Regions from separate parts of the Mus musculus genome. Here region 1 is linked to region 2. A link is a contact called in public HiChIP or PLAC-seq data. All regions are on one chromosome and are shown on one strand. Each heading gives the region's core, a stretch centred on a gene start, on an enhancer-like site or on the middle of the called end of the contact. The rest is flanking DNA. Distances are from core to core; before and after follow the strand shown. Region 1 overlaps Drd3 (dopamine receptor D3). Region 2 overlaps Zbtb20 (zinc finger and BTB domain containing 20).

Region 1 (4,488 bases), core at 1,775-4,274, 160 kb before region 2:
GATGCTGGGAACCAAACTCAGGTCCTTTGTAAGAACAACAGTGCTATAAACCTCTGGATTATTTCTTCTCATCTTTTTAAAAGCAGGTTTTTTGTGGGTGAAAAATGGGGCTATAAATGAAAACTTTTCACCTCATTGAATATATTTTTCCCAATTGATATGGGAAACTAATAACTGCTGATGCCACAATTGTTGCTTGGGAAGATGGCAAGTGGTTGCACAAGTCACTTGGGGTGTGTGGGGTTGACTGGGGACAGAGGTTTATTACAACAACTACAGACTATTGGATAGACTACAGACTGGAGACCTCCTGAAACTTCCTGTTTGGCAGAGTTGAGTTCAACCTAACAGTGAATCCCACTGACGTGAAGCTGCCTCCACAGTCAGGGTTTAGCTTGGAGGTAAAGCTCATTTCCAGTTGAGCGCAAGGCATCATGGGTGAGTAGCTTTAGGTTGTGTGCTCCCAGACCTGCTTGTCACTAGACTGTGGCCGGATTTCCTGTGTGCCCATCACATTAGAGGATGGGCATCCAAGCTCTTCCAGATCTAAGTTTCCCTTTTAGCGAATCCATCATTCGTGAGAATCCCTACTCCTTTGTTTCCCAGTGGGAGGTATGAAACCACTATTATCTGTTTTTGAACTGAGGTGCAATTCTTCTTTAAAAACCTTATTTTTAATAATTGGTGTCATTTCAAGATCCAAATACTTTCCCTGTCCTACGCATTCTTTTCTGCCCTCACCCTCAGTTTAGGTTATTTCTTCTATGGTGTGTCTCTGCCTGAATCAACCCTGTTCTATTTTGATGTTTCATGTCGTGTGTGTGTGTGTGTGTGTGTGTGTGTGTGTGTGTGTGAGAGAGAGAGAGAGAGAGAGAGAGAGAGAGAGAGAGAGAGAGAGAGAATGGGCTTTATTACAATTGCTTACAGGAGTGTAGGCAAGGGGTTATTTACAGAAACATGGGCACTTTATCAATGGCTAAGTCACTGAAGGAAATGTCTTACCCCCAGCAATCATTATCTATAATCCCTCAGAAGGGTGGGTCACTTTCTCTATTTCTCTATGGTTTCTTATTTTTGAATATTTTCTCCTGTCCAAACTGGGACCCAAATCCTCTGACTCCAGCACAGGTACTCCTCCAGCAATGAAGGGATTAATTCTCAATAAACCTAACAGAAAGTGTTATAAGTGGAAAATGCACTTAATGCATCCAGCCTGCCCAAAGCATAGCTCAGCAGCACATAGCCATGGCAGTATTGATTTCCTCTTGGGGTCATGAGACTGAATGGGAGCTGTGACTCCTGATGCTTCTCAGCACACTTGGGATATTGTGCTGTGTACAGCTAGCCTGGGAGAAGATCAGAATTCAAAATTTGAGATGTGGTTCCTATTGAATGTGTATTACTTTCATACCATCATAACGATGAAAAAAACATTATAAGTTGGACCATTGGTAATGGGGACTGTTTATATTTCAAATATTCTCCTGCATTCTTTCTTCCCTTCTGAATCCTTATATAACTGCCTAGAGTATCACAAAAAGTGCTTAACCAAGTGGAACCAAGGAGGATCTGTGTGCTTGAAGAGAGAGCTCCAGCCTGCAGTACTGTAAAGCCCGGAAATTAGAAACTGAAGAGCTAATCTGAGAGAACTTCACAGCACTACCTAGAAAAGAGTCTCCCCGAGAACGATGAGCACTGAATTAAAGAGCTAAACTAGGGGCCCTCTGAAATACAACTTGTAAGGCAGCCCATATACTTTTTGTCCTATGACAAAGACAGAGGTAGTTCTGTGACTGGCCCCTGTGAGTTTTCTGTTACACACTTCCAGAGGGCAGGCTCCTGTGCGTCCTTAGTAAGGAAGGTGACACTTATGACAGCTGACTGTACCTCATGTTGATTGTGCCTTCTCAGCTGTCCCTGCATTCCAGTGGGATCCCTGAGAACCCCGAGCTACTGATGTGTTCCTTGGGAAGGGGCACAATTTTAAACTATGCTAATGCCAGTTCTGATGGGGCGATCGGTCCCAAGAAAGTTCTGTGTTATAAGCCAGTGCAATTGAATGCCTCTGGACACTTCCACAATTTCTCTCTTGTGTAGATGGTAGGATGTGCATATATGAAGCTTATAGCTTATCACTTTGCCTGTGCACGGGGTCTCTATGAAAGAAGGCTGAGCAGAAAGAATGGTGGAGAAATGGAGTTGGAACCCTTATCAAAGTATGCCTTCAGCCTGTGCCACCTTAGGACTGTTAAAAGGGGAGTCAGCTCATTGTGCTTACAATTTAAGCTGAGTTGGACTTATAACTAAAACTGTTTGAGCCGGGCATGGTGGCTCACTTAGGAGGCAGAGGCAGGCAGATTTCTGAGTTCGAGGCCAGCCTGGTCTACAAAGTGAGTTCCAGGACAGCCAGGGCTATACAGAGAAACCCTGTCTCGAAAAACAAAAACAAAAACAAAACAAACAAACAAACAAAATTAAAACTGTTTGAGCGGACAGCCTTACAGATCATACTTTCTAGTCAACAAGGTACCCTTTTAGGTGATGACAAATGAGACTAACTTCAGCCCAGCATGAAAAGTATTGCTATCCCATTTTATCCATGTAATTTCAAGTCTTCATATGCCCTATTTGGAGTCACTATCAAGTGACCCTGCATTGGAATGACACCCATTCCAGTGAATTCCAGTGGAGGTGGTGTTGGGTGACAATTTATTGCCCATTTGACAGCATTTCCTCAGCCTCTGTGTTTTCCTTTTTACCACAACTTAAAATTTAACTTTTTTCTTTTTTGGCCTTTTCCAGCTCTTGACTCAATTCTGGCCAGTTAGACTGAAATTCCTTGGGGAGATGGTTCAAGTTGAGCTGTTTCAGATTTCTCTACCTTCTCCCCTTTCTCCCTCACCCTTTCCCTCCATCTTCCCCCATTTCTCTCTCTGTTCCCTGCCATCCTATATTTGGACACTGATAAGATGCCTGAGGCTTTATCAGCTAGTCTGTCATAGTGTAAGGAAGTAGGTGACTTGCCCAAACAGCCAAGGGAACAGATAGAAGGCTTTGCGCCTGGATATCATAGGGCAGCTGGATAACATCAGCAGACACCTCCCTCCAGAATTCTGGCATGGGACAGAAATAACCTGTTTTGTTTACATCGAAGCGAGTCAGGCTTGCCTGAATATACAACATAATAGTCTCCTCTAACTCACCCATGCTACTATGGGAAGGCCAGTCAATTTTGTTCAGAAAAGATAAATGTATCCAAGTCAGACTATGGATTTTGTGAGTCTTCTGGCTCTCAGATAGTTTTCTTCTCATGTGTGTCCTATCCTCCGAGGGCTCTCAGATCTTTAAGCTGACAGCAGCACCGTACAATATTGTTTCCTCTTAGGTACGAATAATAATTACTAGACCAGCCACTCGAACTGCATCATCTTCAGGACACATTAAGAAGCATGGAGGTTGGCTTTTGTCTTGGACACAATCAAATCTTAGTTGAATCATGGCTGCTTTAAATCTTACCCTCTGCTCTAGCAAGATAAACCCTTGACTACTGGAGAAAGACCCAGATACTGAATTGTATTGACTAGAGGCTAGTCTCTAAAGCCTTGAGGTAACTTGACAAGAACAAAAAGTGTCTTCCAGAGTCAACCCATTTCCCAGTGGGGTATAGCTCTGCTCCTCCATGCATTTAGGTGAATATAGGCTTCATCAACCATGCACCGACTTTCTGAAAACTGTCCTGAACAATGGGGTGCTGTTTTTCATTGTTGTTTTGGGGGATAGTGGATGACTAACAGCTTGATCACATCTATTTTCACTGGACACAACCGCGAGACACAGCTCCAGAGAGTCTGTTAAGGCCTTTGGTCAGGTTTCTGATGGTTTTCTACAAAACTGGTTGCTCTCTTGTGTTCAACAGTAGATTGGGGACATCATTGATATTGGTAACTGTGGTCAGAAGGGGATTGCCATGCTGTTCTAGTGCAGAAAAGTCACAATACTCATGTTCTAAATAAGTACGGACAGAAAGTTTCCATTAGGGTCCAACCAGACTTCCTGAAGCAAACACCAATAGGCAGTTCAACAGAGCCCCTCTTTGGTCAACATCACTTTCCTTGTTGGGAGCCATTTAGGCAACGCTATTGTCCTGATCTCTGAATTGGGCCTCTCCCCCCGAGAAGAAAAGAGGGTCAAAAGCAGGCCACCGACACATGGATTCCGAGAACTACAGGATGTTCCAGCCCTGGGTCATCACCGCTCTCCTGACCACACCCTGACACCACCAAGTTCCTGCTTCCCCGTGTAGCTGTCAAAAGAAAGAATTTCTATTGCCCCTCCTCCCATAAGTACTTCTCCTTTTGCTTGTATTGCCCTGCCCCTCCCACTGATAAGTATCTGTACTTCCCCCTTTGCTTGTGCATTTAAACCTTGGACCTTTCTCAATACATTGGGGTCTTGATACAACTTCAGAACGGTTTCCGTGTCGTTATT
Region 2 (4,269 bases), core at 1,754-4,253:
CAGACGTAAGTGGTCCCCTCTGTGCAGGCCACCACGCCTGGCGGACCCGCGCGGGCACCTGGGGGCGTGCCTGCCGGAGGGGTCCCGTTGCTGGCACTGTGCAGGGCCACGTGTCGCTCCAGCAGGGTCTTGTGGGAGAACTTCTTTTTGCAGATGTAGCACTCATAGGACTTCTCCCCGCGGTGCAGGCGCATGTGCACGTTGAGGGAACTCTTCTGGGTGAAGCGCTTGTTGCAGATGCTACACTGGTACGCTCTCACGCCGGTGTGCGTCACCATGTGCTTGATAAGGTAATCCTTCAAGGAGAAGGAGCGCCAGCAGATGCTGCACTGGTGGGGCTTCTCACCTGGTGAGGCGGGAGGAGACAGCAAGCAGGACAGAACAAGACACAGCCAGAGTGGGAGAATGAGAGACAGGAAAACAAGACAACAGCAAAGAAAAACAAAAAGTTAAAAAAAAAAAAAGTAAAAATTGATTGCTTTATGGATCATCCTTGATTGGAAAGATCTAGGCCTCTCTGGCCTCCTTTTCAGAGCAAGCTTGTTTTAAGAAAGCCAGGAGAGTCTAGAGCTTTCCATTTCCCCATGACCAGAAACTGCTCTCGTGTTAAGTATGAACACGGATCCACCCAACTCTTCAAAGGTCATTTGGAAGAAAACCCAAGAAGGTGCTTTGTAGGCGCCATCCTCAGGACCATTATTGAAGATATACACATTTCCAGGTAATATTATCAAACAAATATAAGAGCTAAATATATAGCTTTTGCTATAGGGAAGGGCTTGCTATAATCATTGTGAAGTGAGAATATTGGCTTTATAAGTTGATTCTTTTCAGAAAGTCTCCATTTCCACTACTCGGCCTAATAAATGCACACATTATTGCTGATAGAAGTTTTCCTGAGAATGAACTGGCTATTCTGTGTTGATTGCACTGTCCTGCAGGTTGACCTTGCTGGCTGTGACAGCTGAATGGATGGTGGACAACCATTGCGTCTTGAGCCTTGTTCAAGCATAGACACCAACACCCTGTGCGCCATCATAACAAATCACCAAGAACCTCTGAGGTACACCGTCCTGCTTACCTCCCTGTGATGGTGTTGACATGAAATACACATGGAATCACTTTGTAGACCACCAAGGGCGGTGTGGGAATATTTGCATGGCATTCTTATTACAAGGCTACATCCTCCCCCCATTAAACGGTTCCATATGCTTTTTGAACTTTTAGGTTAATTTCTAAAATAGTTTTTTCTGTTTTTTTTTTTTTTTCTTAGCCAGCTGGCACGGCCCTTTTTTCTTGTGTGTTTATTGCTTTGTCTGCCATTGGCTCTGAAACCAAATCATCTAGCTAGTTAAAAATAGTAAGGTAAGACTAGTCAGTGGATGGCGACATGGGGACCCCTAAAAGTACATGGGTCTGGGACATCACTTTGGATAATTGTTTAAAAGACTTGCTTTTTTAAATTATTAATATTGATTCTCAACACTTGCTCTTTTCTGATTTTGACAGATGACAAAACCTCTCTAAAGTGTATGCTCTACCTCTTCCATCTCATTACTGACAGGCCAAAGTAGACATCTGCCTCAGGGTGCCTAAAGCCCCAAGCCCGAGACCCTATCAGAGAATGTGTAGCAGGCCAAGGGATCTACTCCTTAAACTTGAGTCAACTTCCATTTAACTAAGGGCCTTGACTGTGGCTCTCATTTTTCCATTCTGAAGACGCTGCTGTATCATGTATCATAGCAAGAAAACGAACACCCACACACTGAATGTTTACTATGCCAGATTCTGGATCGAATGCCTCATATTTATGTTTCATCGTATGGAACTCTCTCTAATTAGACAATTTTCTTGGTATTTCTAACATAAGGGATCTTGAATGAAAGCATTCTTATGGGGAAGTATGAAGTGCAGGATCCTAGGGCTAAAAGAGAGTTTAATTTTTAGATTGAAAAAGGAGAATCTGGGGAAGGCTTATTGCTAAAGAGCTCGGCCTATACACAGTGTTTACATTTGTAAAGTTTCTGTAAATGAGAGATTCCCTTGGAGACAAGCATGTATGTTATTTTTAGTTGAGGCACTGCCATCAGCTGTAAACATGCTTGCAGCTCAGCTGGTCTTTGCTGTCCTTGTGTCCTCAGTATAATTTACAGTGGCTACGAGAGGCTGGCCAACTATCTCTTAAAACATGCCCACTGTCATCTTTCATGGGAAGCATGCGTGCCTTAAACTGCAGACAGTATTTTGGCCTGTTAGGAAGGTGAAACTGTTAAATGCTCTTGCTGTTTGAACGTTCACCTTCTGACTGCTTTTCCTCCAGGCAAGGTCACCAATCAAGGCTCTTTGCTTTCACACCCTTCTAATCCCACCACAAATCGATTCTTCACAGTTGTCATCTTCTCGGTCGCATATATGCGTTGGTTGTTTGTATGCACGTAGTACAGTTATGTCAGTAATTATCTGTGTGACCCTGGACTTCTTAAATGTTTCTATCTCTCTGGGTTTGATTTGCCTTCTGTAAGTGATAAATTGGATCAAGCACTTGCTATGGCTCTGGGATTTACTGGTGTTCATCTCAGGGTGGTCAACAACCCCTGAGATCTCTAGTCCTGGCCTTGCCAGCAAATGGCCTGAGGGCAACCTGCTTAATCACTCAATGCTTGGGCAGTCCCACACTTTTAAATAGGACAAAGTACCCAGCTGTCTGCCCTACCACAGCAAAATGGAGTGGTTGTTAATGAGCAAAGTGTGCACAAGGCACCTAGGCGCTGGTCAGAGGAAGGTGCTCTCTATAATTACTGCAGTTCTGGAATGGTGGCGCTGAGCATTTCAGGGACTGCCTGAATGACCTGGGTCTATTTTCATATCAGTCATTTGCCCACACTTGCCGGCCGTATATGGAAAGATTTGAAACAACATCAATCAGCAGGAATCATATAACATTTCCTATCCACTGACTCCCCTACATATTACTTAGAGGAAACCTTAAAGGAAATGGGGCACTGTTCATGAAATGAGTGGTCTGTAGACTGTCACTCTGCAGGTGGAGAAATCTGAGGTTAAGATGATAAACGGTCTCAGATGGCTTTCTGGGTTGGAGCCTAAGGTCATGTCCACAAGTTTGGGTTGTTAGGAAGCGTCACAAAATGCAAAGAGGATTTGTGAACCATAACATAAAGGGCAGTGGGCACAAGGAGCCCCTTCACTTTAAAGTGATCCGTTCTGGGGAAGGAGTCCGCTATGAATTCCATTTCTTGGCTGAGTGATTTGGACATGTTATCAAAGCTTTCTAAGCCTTGGTCTCCTTATCTAGAACTTGGTAATGGTTCAAAAAGTACACATGTGTGAACTTGTTTTGAAAATTAATGAGACGGTACCTAGCACTGAGTATTGGTCATTTTAAGGAAAACTAAACTGTTGTATCCAGCCTGCAGGAACTGAGGATAAAGTAAACCATCTGAGAAATCACTACACTGCATCAGAAAGCAGATCCTGAGTTAAACAGAAGCCAAACCAAAGCAGCAAAACCAATGTTTCAGCCGATCCCTAAAGCAGGCTGTTTTACTGACACTAGTAAACAAAGGTGACACGTGTGGTCTACTCTTAGTTACACATGCCAAGGCAGGGTAATACCTACCCTTTTCTTTGGGTGAGCATGGTAGGGGGGGGTTGGGGGTAGGGGTGGGGTGTCAGAAAACCAAAACCAAAACAGGATGCTTGGTGAGTATTAAAAAAACAAAAAAACAAAAAAACCAAGGAAGTCAGAGGAAGGGAAAGAGAGGTTTCTGAGTGGGAAAAAATGAAGACTGGACCAGAAAACAGGAAAAGGCTTGGTATGAACAGCAGGAATGTAGTTGATCCAATGGCTGCACAGTTACTCTTGGTGTCTGTGAAGAGGGCATGGAGCAGGAGGCCATGGATGGCATGCTGTGATGACCTTTCTGCCTATTCCCTGCTGACTGTCTAGGAGGGACTGCCACCTGGGGACATATACATTAACACGGCTGTGGCTCATGGACGACTCAGATATGTCAGTGAAAAGCAGAATTTTAAATACCTAGGGGAACAGTTTGCTTTATTATCTGACTTCTTACAGCATTGTGAGTGGAGTGGATTTTAACACTCCAGGAAATGGTATCTCCTGTTCCTTTGTGCTGATTCCTTCAAGACCCCAACAAATGGCAGCCAAGAGTAAGATAAGCTCCCAAGCCTGCTAACTCTCCTGCTACCATCAACAGGTCCTGGATCATGCTGGAAAATGCATGGGGT

The links. HiChIP or PLAC-seq counts read pairs in DNA pulled down with a chosen protein or histone mark.
Region 1: a contact with region 2 is called in an H3K27ac HiChIP or PLAC-seq map of heart atrium, with 8 read pairs. The contact joins two enhancer-like sites. A contact is called at or near these places in 4 of 39 promoter capture datasets (the 3T3-L1 cell line, liver, maxillary cranial neural crest and 1 more), 1 of 484 Hi-C or Micro-C datasets (nephron progenitors), 2 of 115 datasets of contacts at active chromatin or transcription factors (embryonic stem cells and heart atrium) and 1 of 9 other capture datasets (adipose tissue).

What each region holds. Positions count from the first base shown.
Region 1 is chr16:43,771,142-43,775,629 of GRCm38.p6, reverse strand. All of the region lies in intron 1 of Drd3 (dopamine receptor D3), which reads right to left. Among named protein-coding and RNA genes, the nearest start is that of Drd3, 11 kb to the right of the region's middle. Within about 2 kb of position 3,024, at least 14 of the 459 cell types and tissues checked have an H3K27ac peak or open chromatin away from gene starts, as enhancers often do. A contact at or near this core is called in heart atrium, where this site is marked.
Region 2 is chr16:43,614,400-43,618,668 of GRCm38.p6, reverse strand. Zbtb20 (zinc finger and BTB domain containing 20) reads right to left here. Exons shown (of 11, transcript NM_001285805.1): 11 at 1-346. Among named protein-coding and RNA genes, the nearest start is that of Mir568, 24 kb to the left of the region's middle. Within about 2 kb of position 3,003, at least 17 of the 459 cell types and tissues checked have an H3K27ac peak or open chromatin away from gene starts, as enhancers often do. A contact at or near this core is called in heart atrium, where this site is marked.